7 separate regions of the Mus musculus genome follow, and all the other regions are linked to region 1. Evidence: chromatin contacts called from public Hi-C and promoter capture Hi-C data. All regions are on one chromosome and are shown on one strand. The core of a region is the stretch at or near the end of the contact, and the rest is flanking DNA. Distances in the headings are between cores, read along the strand shown. Region 1 holds the start of Abcg3 (ATP binding cassette subfamily G member 3). Region 2 holds the start of Lrrc8c (leucine rich repeat containing 8 family, member C). Region 3 has its middle 17 kb from the start of Zfp326. Region 4 holds the start of Nudt9 (nudix (nucleoside diphosphate linked moiety X)-type motif 9). Region 5 holds the start of Lrrc8d (leucine rich repeat containing 8D). Region 6 has its middle 27 kb from the start of Mepe. Region 7 holds the start of Zfp326 (zinc finger protein 326).

Region 1 (2,700 bases), core at 73-2,572:
TGCTGCTGGCATCATGGGATGGTTCGTAGCATAGTCTTCCTTTGAGTCTCTTCTACATCCCAAATTAACACATGCAAGAACGTTCCCTCAAAGGCAAACTGGCAAAAGCCTCTCTGAAAAGCAATGCGCTTCCCTTATTGTTCTTGAGCTGTGGGGCTGAGCAACCCCTTCTTGTTATGGTCACAGGAAAGCAACTTAAGGGGCCAGAGATATGGCTCGGCAATTAAGAGCACATACTCTTCCTATTCTGAGCGCCTGCATAATGCAGGGAGGGACTTACAACACCTACAACGCCAGATCCAGAGGCTTCAGGGCCCTCACAGGCCTCTGTGGGCTCCAGACATGCAAGCAGAGCACCTGCATACATGTAACAAACAAACAAAACAAAACAAAAACAAATCAATCATCTAAAAATGCAACTTTCACCTTGGAGGGTCCCTCAGTGCACTGGGCCCCTTCTGATCTCTCCATGTCCATGGCTTCTGGAAGCCCTCCATTCTAGTTTGCATTTTATTTCTGCTTATGATATTTCTTCTCTTCTCAAATGCTACACGGATGCTCAACCACGGTACATGCAAAAATACGTTCTGCATGTGTTTGTGTCTTAGTGCACATTGATGCAAGAGAACACACTAAGTTGGCGAGGCACATGTTAACACCCTAAGGAGTGACCACACTTCTAGTATTAGGGAAGAAAATAAAACAGATTATAGATACACAATCCACTAAAAGGTTTGCAGTCTAATAATTCTGGTCTTTAACTTTTCTGTCTGTTGAAACCTTTTCTGAACTATCTGAGGAAGAGTCGCAAGAAGTTGGTAAATATCTGTATATCGAATTAGAGATTGCCTGACAAATTTCATATCATGGGATAAAGAAAAAATTATAAACTGCCCAGCTCCCTTAAAGTAACGGTGTTAACAAATATCTCATGCACTTCTGGTATCTCTGCTACCAGTAAAACTTTTACCTGCCCAACACCAACTGTGTTTGCCTTCATACATTTGGCAATCAAAAGTTGTACACTGCTAACCCACCCAAACAGAGACCCTCTATGAACCAAGTTGCTTTGCATTTCACAGTTGCAAATGAAGCTGCAGTGGGTTTCCCAGCCCTCTCTTGCACTCTTCTGCATCCTGCTCACCCACACTCACCACTGTGAGATAATGCAGGGGCTCAGGTTGCTACTTGCACAGGAAGATTTGCAGCTCGGGTCTTTGGAAGGTGCAAGAGGCTCTGGCTTCTGCTCTGCAGAGCTCTTGGAGCCTCTGTGGTCGTGGTCAGGAGCAGGGAACCCGAAGAGAGCAGAGGAAGTAGCAGGCAGTGGGGCGGAAGGGAGGGTGGGGCGCGACATGGGGAAGATGCAATCAGGGGAGCCCTGGGGCTGGGGCCCCCTTTGGGACAGGTGCGGGGCCAAGCCATGGGGAAAGGGGCAGGGGCGAGTCCTGGTGCAGGGGCGGGAAGGGGGGAGTCTCTGTGGGGCGTGGTTGGAGTGGCGTCTTGGGGTGAGGGCTCACCTAGGGGTTCAGCCAGATCCGGAAACCTGGGCAAACTTTTTGCCCTAATTCAGGCTCACATTGGACTCTGAGAAGCCAGCATCCAGGAAAAGACAAAGCGAAAGTAACAGTTTCTGTGGTGTGTTTTGAATTTTTTTTGTTTTTTGTTTTTGAATTTTGTTTTGTTTTGTTTAACAAATGGGATAAAATAAACAGGAGATGAATATATGCTTATCACAGAACAGGACAAACAATGGGTCAGGACGACAAAGGATATGTTTTGTTAAGTGCCCATGCTTTTAATATAATTTGATTTATAGCTTCTTTTTATAACTGAAGAGACCAATTAAGAAATAATTCAGTGTTTACGATTGTAATCCCTATAATCGAGAGGCTGGGACAGGAGGTTGGGAGTTTGTGTGCCAGGCCTAAACATCGAACTCTATCTGAAAAAGAGCAAGAAGAGGGCACAGTGATTAAGTATGGACTGTTTACTTGGGTCAGACTGCTCTGTGTGTGTGTGTGCGTGTGCGTGTGCGTGTATAGCATTGGACGAACCTTAAGCCAATGTTGAAGTCATCCAAGTAAAATTTCAGTACTCAAGACGTTTTTAACATTCAAGCATGGATTAAGAAGGGACATTAAGTCGGCGCCCGACTCCCAGCCCCACCCTACCCCGCCCGGTTCTACAGTTTTAGCTTCTAGATGTGGCCACCTGTCCTGAAATGAAGGAGATGGTTGTACCTCAAACCTGACTAAAATCTCTCTTGTAAGTCTGTGTATGACTTCCACACCCGGTGCCTGCGGAGGCCAGAGAGATCTCTAGATCCCCGGGAACTAGAGTTACGAATGGCTGTGACCGCCCATGTCCCAGATCCTCAGGAAAGAACAGCAAGTGCTCTATACCATGGAGCCATCTCTCCAGCCATGGCTGAGAGCTTTGAGACTCAATTACAAGCCTACATTTTCTGGTTTGGTAGGAAGACAGTATCATTAAGTGAATCCTCTCGCTTTCTGGGAATAACTACTAAATGGAAGTTTGCCGGTTGTGACGGTGAGGTACTAAGGATCTGTGTGGTGTACGTGTGTGATGTAGGTGTGTACACATGCTGGAACATGTCTTTTCTGGTCTTGTCTATTTGGTGTTCTGTGTGCTTCTTGTGCCTTCTCTTAGTCTTAGGGAAGCTTTTGCCTATGATCCTGT
Region 2 (2,700 bases), core at 182-2,681, 540 kb after region 1:
CAACTACATTGGGATTAGAGGCAGTATATAATATTTTATTCTGTGAGCAGGAAGAACAGTTAGGTTGGGGGGGGGGGGTGCCGGGCAAGGAGGAATAGGCTCCTCCCCCACGGCCCCCATACCCTGCTTTTTATCATGGCTTGGAAAATGATTGTCTTCTATAAACTCACCATGCAGGAGCACACAAACTAGTTAATGGCTGCTGGCTGCCCGTTTTTGTCCTCTTCTGTCTCTCCCAGACTGCCAGGGCAGAGTAATTCTTTATCTGCGTCAAGTGCTCTGAGGACAGCCAGCTGGTTACTGACAAACTCTCTCTCTCTCTCTCTCTCTCTCTCTCTCTCTCTCTCTCTCTCTCTCTCTCTCGACTGCTACAGTGATCTTATCTGCACTTTTTCCCCCAATAGGCAATTTTTCTTTTTAGGGAGATGCCAGCTTTCAAGATGCTAGTTTGTGCTTTTAAACTATAATTGGGCAGAGAGATAGGCAGACAAACCCAAGGCTCAGATCAATGGCTGGGAGAGAATCCCTCCCCTACATCGTCTAAACAACAGGTGGTTCGGGGCACATTGTTAACTCTTTTGCACACACACACACACACACACACACACACACACACACACGATCCCCACCTCTGCCCACACAAAATCGTAGGCGGAGCTTTCATATGGAACGGCACCTGCTGCTCAAAGCCCAGAAGCCCATCTTGCAGGGTCCAGTAACGAGGGACTCCTGCCAGCTGGTCAATGGGATTGAGGTTGCCCAGGGTCTTAAGGCTTTGTAAACTACGGGCATCGGATTTTTTTCGTTCTTCCCTGTTCCCCTCATATATACCACCGCCCCCTCTCCACCCGCTTCCTGGACCTTTCATTCTCTGGGGAGGGGTTATCTCCAACCTGACCCTCTGGGAGTTCCCAGGAGGGCTATTTTTAGCAGCAGCCGCTCTGCTTCAACTTAGCCCAGGGAGGAGCTGCGGTGTAAGAGCGGATGGCGGGCTCACAGAAACCACCCGCTTTTTGGCATTGTTAGGGTTGCACACAGGAGGCAGAGGACCGATCTTCCCTGCTGTGCCAACCAGGTAGGCAGCTCTGAGCAGCGGAATCATCCAGCCGCGGAGAGGCTTGATTTCCCGGTGGGGAACCCGGGGCCCGCCCAGCGCGGGCCCGCCTGCCCTGGACGCCTGGTGGTCTCGGCAGAGGAGGAAGTTCCCGGGCATCGCTGCCTGCGTCACAGCGGGGCTGGCACCGCGGCGGCGGCTCGGCAGCCGACGGCGACCCCGGGGCTGGGCGCTGGGCGGCGCTGGCTGCCGCGGGCCAGGCGGCGCGCGGGGCGGCGCTGGAGGCGGCTCCGCTTGCAGGCGGGGAGGCACCGGGGAGGAGGAACAGGGCTGCGGAGCTGGGGCGTTAGCTGCGTCCCGGCTCAGAGCCCGCGAAGAAGACGAGGACCGAGGCGCCGCCGCGGCCGTGGCCGCAGCACTCTGAGCGCGACAAGCCATGAGCAGCGACGCCGCGGTCGCTTGCCGCCGCTGAGCCCAACCCGGACACAGCTCGCCGCGCCCTGGCATCCTTTTCTGCGGATACCCTCGCCCCCAGAGGTAAGTGCCGGGGACCCGCGGAGGGATGGAGAGGGACGGCCAGCACCCTGCCACTAGCCTCGGTTCTCTGGGCGCGCCCCAGCCTGGACCCGTCCACCCTCCCTCGTTCGTGACCCTGCTTCCCCAGGGCTCTGGGACAGGCACATTGTGGTCGCCTACTCAGCGTGCGGTTCGGGGATCCCGCTAACCCCAACCCCACCCAACCCACGCGGGCCCTGGCGTCCGCGCCAGGGACCCCCAGCCGGGAGCCCAGTACAGCCTGGCCGCTAGGTTCTGGGGACTGGGGGAGGGGCGTACTAGGAGAAAACGCGGTTGCTGCAGGGATGGCCATTCTCCTTCCCTACCTTCAAAACCCCCGGAGATGCTGGGGCCTGTTTTTTCTGCTCTTCTCCCCAACCCCCTCTCCTCCCTGGAAGATGCCTGAAGTTACACTTTTTGAGGAAGGAGGGGGAAATCGAAGGTCTACACAGAGATCCAGTGAGCACTAGTCCGCTCACCTGCAAGTCCAGAGGGGCCGGAGGGGGCTGCTCTGCATCCTAAGACCCTGGAGGCCAGGTGTCTAGGCCAGCAACTGCGGCCAGGATTTCTGCCTTCATCCCAAACTGACCCTAGCAGGCTAGCAGGCTCTCTCTCTCTCTCTCTCTCTCTCTCTCTCTCTCTCTCTCTCTCTCTCTCTTCTCCAGCGTAGAGGTGTTTGGGATGGAGTTAGCCCCTTGGGAGCCTCAGGGTGTGCTCTATAGACGCCAAAGCCTTTCTTTTTTTCCAGCAGCTAATGTTTCCCTCCCCCAACACTTGGCTGTGTACATCAGATTTCAGTTATTTTAAAATCCTTCAAGTTACCTTTCTTTGCAACGGCTCAGCCCACATCTAGTCCCCATGCTTAATGCGGATGTTTTATTAGAGGTTGAGGGCAGAGCTTTACTGAGTTTCCAACTCCTTAAGTATTTTTAAACTCGCAACAAATTAGTTAGGAAACATTTTTGGGCTCCCATCCTCCTTAAAGTGAAAAATAAGACTAATTGATCTTTGTGGGAGTGTCCAGGTTTGGCTCATAGAGCCTTATTACCCTTTAGAGGTGCTGTTTCACATCTACAGACTGCAGTAGCATA
Region 3 (2,700 bases), core at 51-2,550, 880 kb after region 1:
ACTCCATGTGCAGGCATGTGACTCCATGTGCAGGCATGTGACTCCATGTGCAGGCATGTGACTCCATGTGCATGCATGTGACTCCATGTGCAGGCATGGGCCCATGTGACTCCATGTGCAGGCATGTGACTCCATGTGCAGGCATGTGACTCCATGTGCAGGCATGTGACTCCATGTGCAGGCATGTGACTCCATGTGCAGGCATGTGACTCCATGTGCAGGCATGTGACTCCATGTGCAGGCATGTGACTCCATGTGCAGGCATGGGCCCATGTGACTCCATGTGCAGGCATGGGCCCATGTGACTCCATGTGCAGGCATGTGACTCCATGTGCAGGCATGTGACTCCATGTGCAGGCATGTGACTCCATGTGCAGGCATGTGACTCCATGTGCAGGCATGTGACTCCATGTGCAGGCATGGGCCCATGTGACTCCATGTGCAGGCATGTGACTCCATGTGCAGGCATGGGCCCATGTGACTCCTCTGAGCCTGGAGGCTGTGGATTTGGCTCTTCCTATTACCTTTGTTTTGTTTTGTTTTGTTTTGTTTTGTTTTGTTTTGTTTTGTTTTGAGACAGGGCTGTGTAGCCCTGGCTGTCCTGGAACTCACTTTATAGACCAGGCTGGCCTCCAACTCAGAAATCTGCCTGCCTCTGCCTCCCAAGTGCTGGAATTAAAGGCGTGTGCCACCACTGCCAGGCTGGCTCTTCCTATTAGAAGCAGCTGTGGGATAACATAGACCCTGGGACTTCAGGCCACCGGCTGCCTAATTTGCCTGAGTGGTCAGCCCTCAGATTTCCTTATCCGAAATAAAGGACCACAGTATGATAGTTTTCACAGGGCTGCAATGAGGCTTAAGCAGAGCAAAGGCACAGGCAAAGGAGCTTTGTAACATGTCAAATATTATACTAATGATAACGTTATCAATAGGGATAACCTCTGGGGCCATTTCTATCTGGTTTTGTAGAGAGGTTGCCTGGGTATCTAAGAAGGGAACAATGACAGGTAACAATGGTGGGCCCTTGGGAAGGGAGTCTCCTGTCTACTAAGGAAGAGCAGTCACATGACTGGCCAGGAGCTCCATCCTCAGGTTCTCACATGGTCCAGGTACTTGGGGTAGTGTGTGTGTGTGTGTGTGGGGGGGAGGCTATTAATTTAGGAAGAGCCTGTTTCATGTGGTCTCTCCCTCCTCTACTCATGCCTACACTTTGCTAGTTAACCCCCCCATCCACCGCCCCCAAGAATGTTTATAAAGACAGGGAGAAAAGACACACAGGAAATACAATGAGTTCTGAGAAGGGAGCGGCCACAGTGAACCAGCTGAAGTAAGGAGACACTGGGTGTGAGTTCCAAGAAGGGCTGGGCTGTTCGGCCCACACAAATGAGCTGCTCCGGAATTTTGGCTTAAAGCTAAACATCCTGTCCCTGCCAGGAAATGTCAGGCCCTTTGCATGAAAAGTGCCTCTGACCCTGGGCAAAGCTGTAATCAGATGCCCCTGGACCCCCTGACTCACTCCTGAAGGGAGCCACTGAGATCAGAGCCCTGATAAGTACAGTCTCTTTGTTAACTAACTTTACCAGGTCCTTCCATGCTGAGAAGGAAGGGTGACTACATAGATACTATTTTAATGATCCCTTACCTTAAACCCAATCCTGAATTCAAACCTAAACCCAAACCCAAACCCAAATTCCAGCATTTGGGATGCAGAAACAAAGCAGGAAGATTAGGCGTTCAAGGCTAGCCTCTGCTTCATAGCTGAGTTTGAAGACAGCCTGGGTTCCTGGGAAGGGAAGCGGGTCTTTACAAGCCTAGACAAACAAACACCAGCAAACCAGAGTCCTGTCTGAATGGGCTCAGGTTACATTCAGGTTGAACTGTGACCCTTCCTAATTTTATCCATAAAAGCAAATGTTCAAAAGTACACTACAAGCTGAAATGTCTTGGTCCAGCACAGTCTCTGCTAAATTCTGACGGCTAAAGTGGGCCTGTGTGGTGCCATGTGGGGTGGGAAGATTAAATGAGGCACAGGAAAAGCGGAAGCAAACCTTTGACGTCTTCCTTCCCGAAGGATACAGGAAGGCCAATCGAGGGGAGATAGGGAACGAGGAAGGGGATGAGTCTCCCTCCCTGTACTAGACTAATTTCGTTGTGGGCTTTGGCAGATATTAGTACTGGAGGCGGGGGAGGGTCCTGGCTTTCTTCTCCAAGGGTTTTTAGTTCGCTGCTAATTAGGGCATTGGAGAAATTGCCATGATAATTATAGTGTCTAGACTTGGGAGCTCCAGAAGGCAGTAAGAGAATATTTAATTGTATAGCTAAGAAGCAAAGAGAGGATGACAGGACTCTGAGCCTTCTATGAGAACAATGCTGCACTGAATCTTGCTTCTCAGAATTGCCCCGACACTGTCTGTTATGTCAAGGGGAGTCTGGGGTGTTTTGTCTTAGCATGCAGTTTTGATTCTGCTGGAATCTGAATGTCGGTAGAAGGCCCACCACACCTCACCTCGCGTCTGATGGACCCAGGCCGGGAGTTCAGCTCAGTGGCACAATGCAAGCATGGTGTGCAGGCACTCTGGGCTGGATATCCAGCACTGAATAAAACAGAGATGAGCTTCTATCATCCAAGTACGTGGGATGCACCAGGTGGTGGTGGCGCACGCCTTTAATCCCAGCACTGGGGAGGCAGAGACAGGCGGA
Region 4 (2,700 bases), core at 10-2,509, 940 kb before region 1:
GAACTGGGTTCTAGTTTCATTAAAAAAAAAAACCAAAATAAAAAAAAAAGAATAGGGATCTTGAAGGCCGGGGAATGGTGCTGAAGGATCTAAGGTGTTCGTGTGTGTGTGTGTGTGTGTAGAAACAAACGTGTTTCTTATGACAGGAGCAGTGGAGCAAGCTGAAAACAACCATCTCTGGAAGGGGCTGGAGCCCAAGGTGATTTATCTTCCTGAGTGCTCGCTCACACCTCAACGACATGTCTACCACATCTCCAGGAAACTGTGGGGTGGTAGGCTTATGCCCCAAAGTGCAGAGAAAGAAAATATAATCTTTACTTTGCTCCAGGGATCTGCCTATCTGTCACCAGGTTTGGGCAGGGGTGGGGAGGAAATTTCCCATACTTTTAGTTTTTCTAAGCGGGCATTTTAAGGGGTGTAGTATAGTCACGAAGGCAACGCCCTGAAGTGTTACTGTGCAGTCCTTTTTTCTTGCTGTCCCATCCCAAGAGTGCTGTGGATTTCAGGATACTGTTAGTATTTGATTGGCCTGGCTTTAAGAGCCAACGCCATACGGTGTGTTTTGCAAGGCCCAAAGTTGATGATAGGCTTAGAATATGTCTCATCAACAATTAAACGAATGAAACCTGGAGTGCAAGCCGCGATGCACGCCTGGCTTTACCACTTTCAATCTGGCTAACTTTAGTCCTTCGTTCGTTATTATCCAGACCGCGTGCCACTTTCACAGCTTGTCTGTAAGTTTTGGCTTTGGGGTTCGAAAGTGGGAAACCGAGGCCGGCTTTCCTTTTGGACAAGAGGTTTATCAGAGTCACCAACACCACGGACAGCACCGTGAAGGGGGCTCTGGGGAGCCCAGGCTGCGTTCCAGGGTTGGGGGATTCCCTCCTTAAGGGTTAGGGGTCACGTGACTGGCCTGATCACGTGACCGGCGGGACGCCCACATTTTGTTGTTCACAGGCGGTCTCTGAATCCGGTATGCGGGCAAGTTTCGAAAAGCAAGTTACTTGGCTTCTGGAAACCAAACCAAGGTGTTTCAAGACTCGTCACTGACTCATCCTACGTCTTCTCAAACCTCGCATGGCTCACGTGACTCCTCCGTACGGCCCTCCTCTCCTGGAAGCACGTGGTCGCCCCTGACCCTCCTTCCGCTCAGCCTCAGGGTTCTGGGTCTCCGCGTCCTGCCGCGCCGCGGCACTCCAGTTCGCCTGCGCAGACGGAGAGGCCTGGCACACAGGTTAGTTTGCGGCGTGGCCGTAAAGCGCGGTCGCGCGTCGGGTACGTCGTGGGGCTGCTGGCGCCGCCGGCCAGCGGCGCTGGGGGAGCGCGGCCGGGTCCTAGTGCCCGCTGGCTGCAGGTTCGGGGCTCAAGGCGGGGCTCCGGGCGAGGCCGGCCACCTCCGAACCCTCGCGGGCCGCGCGCCAGGCGCCAGGCGCCGATGGCCGGCCGCTCCCTGGGGCAGGCGGTAGCCACCGTGTCGCTCTCGGTGGCCCTCGCGTCAGTGACTGTCCGGTCCTCAGCCTGCCGCGCCGTCCCCGCACCCAGGTACCCCGATTCTAGGACGGGCTGCGGTTCCGAGACCTCGGGTGGACCTGCGATCCCCTCCTTCCTTTTCCAGAGGTTATGTAGGCTGTGCTGAAGTACTGGATTTTGGGAAGCCAATAGCAAGGACCCTTCTCGATCTCTGACTTTTTAATTTGCCCATCCAGATAAGGCGCCAACGCTAATTCATAGATCACCAGAGTTTGAAGAGCATTTATGGTGTGTTGCTCCGTGCTAGAGGTGATACCGAGTCCATATAATGGAATATACTGTTAATATATACTGTTAATCTGAGTAGCAGACAGTGTTTTCTGTGCGCTGGAAGGCGCTGATTATTGGCTTTTGGGTAGACTGGAGATGAAGTGTGCGCACAAGTGCCTCAGTACTGGGAACCTCGTTCTTTCCCTTCTCTCCTGGGCGAGGTGGCCGCAACTTTATTTCCTAGTGACTTGGAAAGTTTGTAAGTTTGGTTCTGTTAAGTTCTCTGACACCAGTGTCTTCCTTAAAACACATACCACCCACGCCTCAAGCTTGACTTTTATCTAGGAGGCAAACTCACCAAGCTTTCGGTTCCGAAGAGGAAAGAGGTTAGTTCCCTGGCAATTTGGGCTCCGTGTGAGACCGAGTTTGGAATTTCTGTGGGCTTCCCAAACAGGAGTGACATATTCCTTCACCTCATTGAAAATAGAATTACTTCTGCTGTGGTTTGTAGGCCCCACGGTGCCATCCCCTTTCTGCTTTCCTGACAGTGCTTAAAACCCCTCAATCAGAGTGTCCTCTTTCTGCTGGTGTGGGTTAACACCCTTTATACACCTTCTTCAGTGGGGCTTGCTGAGGGGAGAACTTCCTGCTCTCTGGAAGTCACTAATGGCATTTTTGTTGGTTGTTACCAGAACAACGAAAAGCTCATTGGTGATTTCTAGCACGACAGGGAAAGGAACACTTAAAGAAGTATATCCAGAACTGAAACTGCTTATTCCAAAGAAAAACCCAAAGCTAAGTCAACAAGTGTTTGTTGAGTGCCTGCTGGTCTAGACAGATGATTGTAAAACATCTGTCGAGAAACAAAAGACGTGTAACTTCAAGAGTTTTGTGACTACAGTTTTCTTTAGGAGCTTGGCCCCTCATCCACTGATCACCTTCCATGCCCATGTTTATGTA
Region 5 (2,700 bases), core at 89-2,588, 720 kb after region 1:
AAGATGATAGAAAAAGCAAGTGGTGGTTCTGCAAAGGGAGAAACTTTTCTAAACTGATTTTAACAGCAGGACATTTTTCATCCAGCCGTCCCACCATTAGTTGTCAGGAGCATGAAAACCTCTAACCTCCTAGATCAGCAAACCCAGGGCTGTAATTACATCACCTGCCACACACTGGCTGCCCACGCACTTCCTCCTTGGCAGGGTGTAGGGAATTGGAGAGGCTGCAGTCCGGGAGGGTCCGGGAAGCAAACAAAAGGCTGAGGTTCCATCTAAAACTGCCTGGGGCTGCTCAGCGGGAGGGTGTTGGCCCTCAAGGCCTGGCCTCTTCTTCCATGTCTGGGCGGCCTACTTCTACCTTTTAGGGGCCACTGTCACCATCTGGGAGCCCAGAAAAACATTTTCCTTTTTGCCTCTCTCTGTAGGATCCTGGCCTTCTTTAAGAGCGTTGGATGATAAATGAATCTGGAGGGCATCTTTTTGGGCATGAGTTCCCAGAAGCGTGAGGTTTCAGATGAAAGGAGATACTGAAGTATGGGGAGGAATCGTTTGTTTTGATTGAACTAAAATAATTACCCTGACTGACTTGGTGTCCTGGCCCTCATCTCTCCACAGAGGAAAAAAAAAAAAAAAGAACACTAAGGAAACTTCACCCGCACGGCAACAAAAACACACCGGAAAGCTATCGAGTTGGGAAACTTTTTTTAGAACAACTTCCCAAGTGCCTGTTTCGTACGCACGACGTTTTTGGCTTAAACGACTGGGACCAGGGAGGTCCCGATTCAGCTGAAAATAAAACGTACGAGATAAGGCATTGTTAGCAGAGAAATCTGTTTGCGCAGACATTAAGTTAGGTGCACGAGCCCTGAATCCCAGGTAATTGCTTTTTCCCAGTTGGAAGGCACTGGATGACTTTTTAATGCCTACCCCGCACCCGTTCTCCCAATCTCAACGATCAGCTTTTAGTGGTCAGAACAGCCTCCTGAAACTGCAACACAGACGAAGCTTCCCGGCCCAGCCCGGTTGCTTCAAGGGAACAGACAGCCTGGCACCATGCCCTGCCCAGGTGCGCTTGAAAGAGATAAGCTCTGCGCCTCCGGCGACGTTCGGCGGCCATTCTTCTCCGCCTCGTGCACCTGCTGAGCTTCAAGCAGCCAGCCCAGAATCCCGGTCACCTCCCGGCCACCCAGCCCCTCGGGTCAGCCGGACCGACCCCCTAGGCAGGCGCGGCGGGGTGCGCGGGCCCAGAGCAGGCAATCACATGGAGGCCCGGGCCCGCCCCATTGGCTGCGACCCGGCCAGTCGCGGCGCTCGCAGGCTGCGGTTGGTCCCAGAGCTGCGGCGCCTGCACGGGCCTGGAGTCCATGTTACGCTTTGTCTAATTCCCCTCGTTACAGAGTCATGTGCTGCTGCTCCCGTCGCCGCCGCTGCCGCCGCCCGGGGTGCCCCGGCTCCTCCGCCGCGCTTAGAGGTGGCAGCCGCGGGCGGGGCCGCGGACTCAGGGTCCAGGGCGCCGCGCGCCTCCGGGGCGCGTCCCGGTGCAGCCGCCGCCCGCCGCAGGTGATGCCGCCGCCTCCCGCCTCCGCCTAAGCTCCCGCACGCGCGGCCCGGGCTGCCCGCGAAGGTGGGTGCGCGTCGGTCCACCCTGGCCGGGAGGGCGCAGGTGGAGCGGCCCCGGGGCGCGCAGACGTCCGGCCTCTCGGCGCCGCGGGGGAGCACGGCTGCTCCCGGGGCTGCGATCGGGAACTCCGGAGGGCTTCGGGACCCTGGGGCGGGGAGTGCGACCAAGCCCCCCCACCCCGTGCTGGGACATTGTTTCGCTTTGGGCCCTGCGCGGGCCGGGTGCCGGCTGCCGCGCTCCCGCCTCGGCCTCCGTGCGCGCGAACGCAGGGGCGGAGATTGCCTATCGCGGTGGCTCCGAGTCCTCCAGGAGGTGGGTGTCTGGTGTCTGGCCTGGTTGGCCCGGAGCCGGCGAGAGGAGCCCTTGAACTTCTGCAGAAACGCTTCCCCATCCGCCTCCGTCCCGCTCCGGGTGGGCCACTCGGGGTGCTCGCGGGTTGGGGCGGGGAAGGGAGGGGAGCCCTGCGCCCCGCCCTCCGCGCCCGGGGGGAGGGCACTGGGGCCGCAGGTGCACCCTGCGCGCCGCGGGCCATCTCCGGGTTGGGTACCGGTATAATCCGCTTCTAGCTTGTTTGGAAGCGTGGGCTCTTGGGAACGGGACTTCTGCTTGATTCTGGTTTAGGGGCTTGAAAAAGAGGAGAACTGGGGTGCCTTCCCAGAGGACTGTCACCTCCAGTTACTGGAGGGTCGATGGGGGACACTCTGTCTCTGTCCCCCTTTATGTGGGGTATCCCTAACAGATAAGGAAATGAGATTTTTTTGTTGTTGTTCTTTGATTTTTTTTTTTAAGCCATCCGCAGTGAAGGAGAACTGCTTCGGGTCGAGGGGAGGAGAGGTAGGTCCCCTCTGGAGAGGGTTGGGGTATAAGGTCTCGCGGTTCCCATGCAGCTGGGGTGTGCGTGGCAGAGAGTGGGGAGGTAGGATTGCTGGAAAGAAAAAGCAGGGTAAAGAAATGGGAGCAGAAGGCGAAGAGATGAGACCAAGTATTGGGCGTCCTCGCCGAACCGGAGCCCTGACTTGAGACTTTGGGGGCTCCTGTTTGGTTTCTTTCCTCCCACAATTTCCTTCTCCGTGACTTTG
Region 6 (2,700 bases), core at 45-2,544, 630 kb before region 1:
CAAGAGCAGCCATCACAGGTCTATGGAGGTGTTTCTGAAAGAGGAGAGAATTCAAATGAGCAAGCTAAATAAAATCATTAGGGTAATCCAATACACTGAATGTCAATGTGTGTGTGTGTGTGTGTGTGTGTGTGTGTGTGTGTGTGTGTGTGAGTCTATTTCCCCAGGAATGTGAAAGAAGGGGGCACTTTCTATCTGAATTGTCCAGCTATGCTCTAGGACATGAGTTCTCTGGCCTTCAGACTCAGGCTTTCACACTGCAGCCTCCCAGTTTGTAGGTCTTCAGAACTGAACTGAATCACACCACCAGCATACAGTCAGTGTACCATGGCATTTCTCAGCTCCCATAAATTAAGTGACTAGTTCCCATAAGGAGCCTCCTCTTCCATATGTACATATTTTGTACTGGTTGTATTCTCCTGGCAACTTCTGACTAACACAGGCATGCTGCTATTCATGGAATGAAAACCGTGGAAACCCACAAAGAAACAGGACCTACTGCATAATGAGTGCCTCCTAGTACAAGCAACACAAGCTTTCCTGTTCAAATGACTGGGGGATGCCCTATACTATCTACCACTCCATCCTGTGCTCTGCATATCACACCTGCAGGAGCACATGGCCCAGGGCATCCATCATGTCTCTATACAAATCAACAGCTCAAAATGACTATAAGAACTTCAAGTTGATGTGTTGGTGCATAGTTCACTGGAAGAGCACTTTTGCTAACGTGAATAAGACCGTAAGTTTTAGATATTCTCTCTCTCTCTCTCTCTCTCTCTCTCTCTATATATATATATATATATATATATATGTGTGTGTGTGTGTGTGTGTGTGTGTGTGTGTGTGTGTAAAACATATGGAATATATGTATATATATAAACATGGAATATATATGGAATACATATGTATTTATAAAGCATAAAGCTTTTACATATATATATACATATGCATATATATGTGTATATATATATGTATATATTCCAATTTCTTTTTAAATTAAAGCACTTCATGTGTGGGCCTGTTTTGAGCCCTCAGACTTCGGAAGCCAGCCCTGCACACACACAGGCACACACAGGCACACACAGGCACACACAGGCACACACAGGACCAGCCTCACTGCTCTTCCTCCTCTCTGCAATAGAAACTTACTTTTCTGTTATTTGTTTCCGTTTTTACAAAAGGATAAGAGACTGTTGAACAGAATGTCCTTTTTAAGCCAACAAAGCAGTGTGTCCACAGTGGGTCAGAGGCAGAGCAAGACTCAGGGGCGGGATAGAGCCTCTTCCGGGCTGGAGAAGCAGACCAGGAAGTCCCGGAAATGTCAGCCTGTTTCCCCCTCAAATTCAAACAGAACAGAATATTCCTTCTGTGGGTGGGTTTCAGCAAACACTGTAAAGGCCACTGTATACAAACCTTTCCAGAAGCAACGAGTAAAAGCAATACCAACTCCTACCCCTCTGTCTCACCTCATTTCCCTTGCTTCCTGTGGCTGCCCCGTCCTATTCAACAGACACTCACAAAAATATCGGTTATTAGACAACCTGTGGTTAATTTATATTTTTAGCATGTGCTGCTTGGGCACTGTGTGGTGATTTAAAGGGGCATACTAGCTCTGACAGAGTTTCTCAAATTCCCAGAAGCAACTTCAAAATAACGGTCATTTCTCCCTGGCTAGAAATCAGTTCATGTGTTTATGTCTTGCTACAACAGCGCTAGGAACACAACTAGTTGGTCATGCAGAACTTAACTATGCACCAAAATGATCAAATGGGGAAACACGGTGGAGGAACTGTGCAAACGCCCCCTTTTTCAGAGGCAACGTTGGGTTTAGTTTTAAGTTTTAATCTGGATGCTTTCTCATCTCCCTCCCCCCCCCCCTTACCCCCCAACCCCCACCTCCACCCCGGCCATAGTACAGGGCCTTTGCAATGCTGCTCAAATCTGCCTCTGGCCTGTGGTCAGAGTATCACAGCAACATCACCCTATTTCTAGTCCATTAGTACAACCAAAAATTCTTAGATCATACTCTCTGAAAAGCTTGTATGACATTCTTGAGAGTTCCCAAAGGAAAGCAACCTTTGCTGTCATTGATACTTAGAAGTACTTAGAAGTCAGAGAAAAGCAAGGTGTCATGAAACCATTTACAACAACCATTTGTATTTAACATCCATAAAAGTCTCCTGACAGTAACTCCCTCAGCAGTGTCCATACCATGGCAACCTTGGTTTGACCATGGAGATCTAATCCAGTGGAAATTTGGAATGACCCCGAGGAACAGGCACTTAGATAAATGAGCTGGAATTTCTATGAAACTTCTTATAAAAAGGGAAAGCAAAGAGACAAACTCAGAAATGAAGAGGTCTGACAGTAGAGCTCAGGTTTTTTCCCAAAGCGAGGCTGAGGTGAAAGGTTTTCCAGTCATGCTGAAAATAGAATTTGCTGACAAAGTTATGATCACATTGGAACTACAGCGGGGTTGTGAAAGAAATTTACAGAAAGCATTATTTATTTTTAACTGGAGTATTTCCAAACTACCTCTGGGAAGTGCCTGCCTGTTCTAGATGGTTATTTCACGCCTTCATCTGCCTGCTACCCCCCTCCCACCTCCCCACTCATTTACTAACACCCAGAGGTCACTTAGCAAGCATAAGAACACTCGATGATGTTTAAAACTTTTAGCTAAGTTCTTATTCTGTA
Region 7 (2,700 bases), core at 52-2,551, 890 kb after region 1:
ACCACTGAGGCATCTCTCCAGCCCTGTATAAGCAAGAGTTTTGCAGGGAGACAGTGAGTATCCTAACTCAGGTAGTGGCCACGAAAATGGAAAGGGTGGGGCCGACCTAAGATATCTTAGGTGGGGTAAGCAGATACAAAAGTGTGTGGATTGGAAGTAGGAGGCTGAAAGAGCGGTGAGCTAGTCTCGAGTGGACTGGACCGAGTCAGCCTTCTGGCTGGGATTAGTGGGCGGTTTGCTCACCGCCCCGTGAACAGCCAAGAGAATACACGAGGATAAGCAGGTCTGAGAAGGGAAATTGTGAGTTCAGCTTTCAGCCCAGGTGAACAGAAAACATGTGTGGGAGGGGAGAAGAGAAGGAATTGGGAAAGGGTGGAGAACAGGATGAGTCAGGGAGGGTGGAGGAGGAAGAGATGAGCAGGAGGACACAAAGCCGTGCCCAGATTTGGGGCTACTGTGGTATACCTCCCTGTGCTTCCAGTTTTATTTCCGGCTTCCTCCGAACTGAGTCTAGCAAATTGAGTGCAAAGAATTGATGTCTGGCTTCCTATCTAGGTAACCAATTTGTTGTTAATGCCATTTGCTCTGTGAGGACAGAGAGAAAATTATTTAAAACTGTGGTTCAAGTCCACAAGAGTCTTCCCATAGTGTTCCTGAGTGAATACCTTTGCATCTGCTCCAACACAATTTTAAAAGTGGAATAATCTCTTCCTCCCCCTCCCTCCCTCTCCCCTTCGAGCTGAACGGTGGACTACTTTCTTCCTGCCAAATCTTTCCCATCTGTGAACTTTCACAGTTGCTTTACTACCTTCAACCCAGCAGTGGCTAGCAGCCTGTCTTGGGATAGTCTTATGATCCTGTCCTATTTGGCAATCAGGGTTCCTGTGCACGCCCCACACTTCTGTGTGTCAGAGGAAGGAACTCCATAAGTAGTGAAAAAAATCTCTCCTCCTCACTCCTTCAGCCAACAGTAGCCAAAGGTCGCCATGTCATTTAATGAGTTTCTGCAAGAGAAAGGCACTCCCTCCTGGACCCGGTTGCTCTTGCCAGGCTCCAACATGGCCGGCCAACCGGAGTCCTTCCAGAACATCCCTCTCCAGCCTTCCGCACTCCCGTTTCACCTTCCGTCCCCCGCGATCCCCAGGGTCAGGACCCAGGAGCCTGACAACTGCCTCGCTTCCCGCCCCCCTCGCGAGACCCGCCCACCACCCCGCGTCGGCCAATCGGAGGCGGTGCTGCGACGACTGGCAGGCCCGCCCGACCCCGCCCCCAGCCTCGCTGTGGCCTGCGGCTTCCCGGCTAGTAGCGCCGCTGTCGGTCGCGCGGGCCGGTCGTGTGGACACTGCCGTATCGCGGGCTCTTGCCGCGGGCCACAGCGAGCGCAGCGCGGAGACCGTCAGCCCCGCGGCGTCGAGCATGGACTTCGAGGACGGTGAGCGGCGCGCGGGGCGGGCCGCCGTGGCGGGCGGGCGGGAGGGAGGGCGGCGGGCGGCCTGCGCCGGGGGTCTGTTTACCGCCTCAAGATGGCCGTGTGGCTTTGTTCTGTGGGCCGCGCAGCGACCGCGGGCCCGGCCCGGAGCCCTGTGGTCCGGGAGCCCCACGTGGGGGTGCGGCCGGCCCGGGGCCCTGCTGTCTAGGGGGTCGGCCTAGCTGCGAGCCTCGGGGCCTCGTCCGCGGCCGCCTGCAACTTCCTGGCCTCGCCGAGCGGCGACCGGGCCCACGGGGCCCACGGGGCCCTCGGGGCAGCGACCCGGTGGCGGGTGGAGCCGGTCCTCACCGTGTCGCCCCGGGCTCTGGAATCTTGCTCGACACAGGCTGCCTCGGGCTCGTGCGATGCTTCTCCGTGTGAGAGGAGTATAAAGGGCGTCTCTAGGCGTTCCATCGAGATGGGCTTCGGTTCCCCCAGAACCAGAATCTGCAAGTTATTACCACGTAGCCGACCGAGCTGTCTAATATCTCACCCAGGTTACCTGCTAGTGAATACCGCGTCTGAAACAGCTCCGTGACCCAGTGCATTATCATTATTATTTTTGTTTTTAGGGGTGGTAGTGGTGGGGCTTGTGTATGAATGCTACCTAAGTTAGAATTCTGGCACAGCAAGCCCCAGATGCCCTTCACGTTCAGCTAGATCGGTGCACAGCAGCCCGTGTTGGACTTGCTGGTTAAATAAACCGAATTGTAACGTTGCTTTTCAGCTTTCCCTGGCCGTGAAGTACAGTTAATTTGGTATCTTCAAACCTTGCTCAACTTTTATAGGAATCAGTGTCAAGATAAAGTGATCAACAGTAGTGATAGTGTTAGGGAGCCGAGGAACAGTTTGTAGGATTAAACTGGGTGTAATCTCGAGGAACTAGGTATTTCTAAATAAAACCGGTTCATTTCTTGTGAAGGAAGCCTCTGCCTCCACCAGAAATGGGCTTTGACATTGAATGAGGTGTGCTTTTTTGGCGTAGGTCGTATTGCATGAGCTTTTGATTTTTGATTTGCTACAAGAGGTTGAGGCTGTCAAGTGTAAATATAGGAAAAAGAATCACCCTTTTCGGAGTACTTTTCGGTTGCTTTGAAATATAGTTCAGCTCTTCAGGATAGCATACCGTCCTGCTTGTGCTTCGGGGTTGGACAGTGACTCATTCTGATATAGGTGACTCTAAATTACTACTATGTGCACTAGTCAGAGTTGACATTGAAGAGAAAAAGTAT

The links. Promoter capture Hi-C pulls out the DNA fragments that hold promoters and counts their contacts. A called contact is a pair of places that touch in the nucleus more often than the background predicts.
Region 2: a contact with region 1 is called in a promoter capture Hi-C map of liver, with 5 times the contacts expected there. The contact joins the promoter of Lrrc8c here to the promoter of Abcg3 in region 1. A contact is called at or near these places in 2 of 39 promoter capture datasets (both in liver), 1 of 15 datasets of contacts at CTCF or cohesin (large pre-B cells) and 1 of 115 datasets of contacts at active chromatin or transcription factors (memory CD8 T cells).
Region 3: a Hi-C map of liver shows a contact between it and region 1, with 2.8 times the contacts expected there. The contact joins the enhancer-like site here to the promoter of Abcg3 in region 1. A contact is called at or near these places in 4 of 39 promoter capture datasets (the C10 cell line, liver and pre-B cells), 1 of 15 datasets of contacts at CTCF or cohesin (large pre-B cells) and 1 of 484 Hi-C or Micro-C datasets (liver).
Region 4: a promoter capture Hi-C map of liver shows a contact between it and region 1, with 3 times the contacts expected there. The contact joins the promoter of Nudt9 here to the promoter of Abcg3 in region 1. A contact is called at or near these places in 5 of 39 promoter capture datasets (embryonic stem cells, liver, pre-B cells and 1 more).
Region 5: a promoter capture Hi-C map of liver shows a contact between it and region 1, with 4 times the contacts expected there. The contact joins the promoter of Lrrc8d here to the promoter of Abcg3 in region 1. A contact is called at or near these places in 3 of 39 promoter capture datasets (liver and pre-B cells) and 2 of 115 datasets of contacts at active chromatin or transcription factors (bone marrow-derived macrophages and large pre-B cells).
Region 6: a promoter capture Hi-C map of pre-B cells shows a contact between it and region 1. The contact joins the enhancer-like site here to the promoter of Abcg3 in region 1. A contact is called at or near these places in 9 of 39 promoter capture datasets (the C10 cell line, the HPC-7 cell line, cranial neural crest and 4 more), 1 of 15 datasets of contacts at CTCF or cohesin (large pre-B cells), 1 of 484 Hi-C or Micro-C datasets (embryonic fibroblasts) and 1 of 115 datasets of contacts at active chromatin or transcription factors (large pre-B cells).
Region 7: a contact with region 1 is called in a promoter capture Hi-C map of pre-B cells, with 10 times the contacts expected there. The contact joins the promoter of Zfp326 here to the promoter of Abcg3 in region 1. A contact is called at or near these places in 4 of 39 promoter capture datasets (the C10 cell line, liver and pre-B cells), 1 of 15 datasets of contacts at CTCF or cohesin (large pre-B cells), 2 of 484 Hi-C or Micro-C datasets (granulocyte-monocyte progenitors and macrophages), 2 of 115 datasets of contacts at active chromatin or transcription factors (large pre-B cells and pro-B cells) and 2 of 9 other capture datasets (adipose tissue and liver).

Annotation. Positions count from the first base shown.
Region 1 is chr5:104,981,395-104,984,094 of GRCm38.p6, forward strand. Abcg3 (ATP binding cassette subfamily G member 3) reads right to left here and starts at 1,323. Exons shown (of 16, transcript NM_030239.2): 1 at 1,155-1,323.
Region 2 is chr5:105,518,040-105,520,739 of GRCm38.p6, forward strand. It overlaps Lrrc8c (leucine rich repeat containing 8 family, member C), which reads left to right and starts at 1,432. Exons shown (of 4, transcript NM_133897.2): 1 at 1,432-1,591.
Region 3 is chr5:105,858,106-105,860,805 of GRCm38.p6, forward strand. No RefSeq gene overlaps it. Among named protein-coding and RNA genes, the nearest start is that of Zfp326, 17 kb to the right of the region's middle. Within about 2 kb of position 1,301, at least 81 of the 459 cell types and tissues checked have an H3K27ac peak or open chromatin away from gene starts, as enhancers often do. A contact at or near this core is called in liver, where this site is marked.
Region 4 is chr5:104,045,605-104,048,304 of GRCm38.p6, forward strand. Nudt9 (nudix (nucleoside diphosphate linked moiety X)-type motif 9) reads left to right here and starts at 1,260. Exons shown (of 8, transcript NM_028794.4): 1 at 1,260-1,542. The coding sequence starts at 1,436. Mir5619 (microRNA 5619) reads left to right here and starts at 2,399; the gene lies at 2,399-2,459.
Region 5 is chr5:105,698,631-105,701,330 of GRCm38.p6, forward strand. It overlaps Lrrc8d (leucine rich repeat containing 8D), which reads left to right and starts at 1,339. Exons shown (of 3, transcript NM_001122768.1): 1 at 1,339-1,624. It overlaps Gm42166, which reads right to left. Exons shown (of 2, transcript XM_017321263.2): 2 at 1-2,233. The coding sequence ends at 1,258.
Region 6 is chr5:104,350,792-104,353,491 of GRCm38.p6, forward strand. No RefSeq gene overlaps it. Among named protein-coding and RNA genes, the nearest start is that of Mepe, 27 kb to the left of the region's middle. Within about 2 kb of position 1,295, at least 24 of the 459 cell types and tissues checked have an H3K27ac peak or open chromatin away from gene starts, as enhancers often do. A contact at or near this core is called in pre-B cells, where this site is marked.
Region 7 is chr5:105,875,267-105,877,966 of GRCm38.p6, forward strand. Zfp326 (zinc finger protein 326) reads left to right here and starts at 1,302. Exons shown (of 12, transcript NM_018759.2): 1 at 1,302-1,432. The coding sequence starts at 1,417.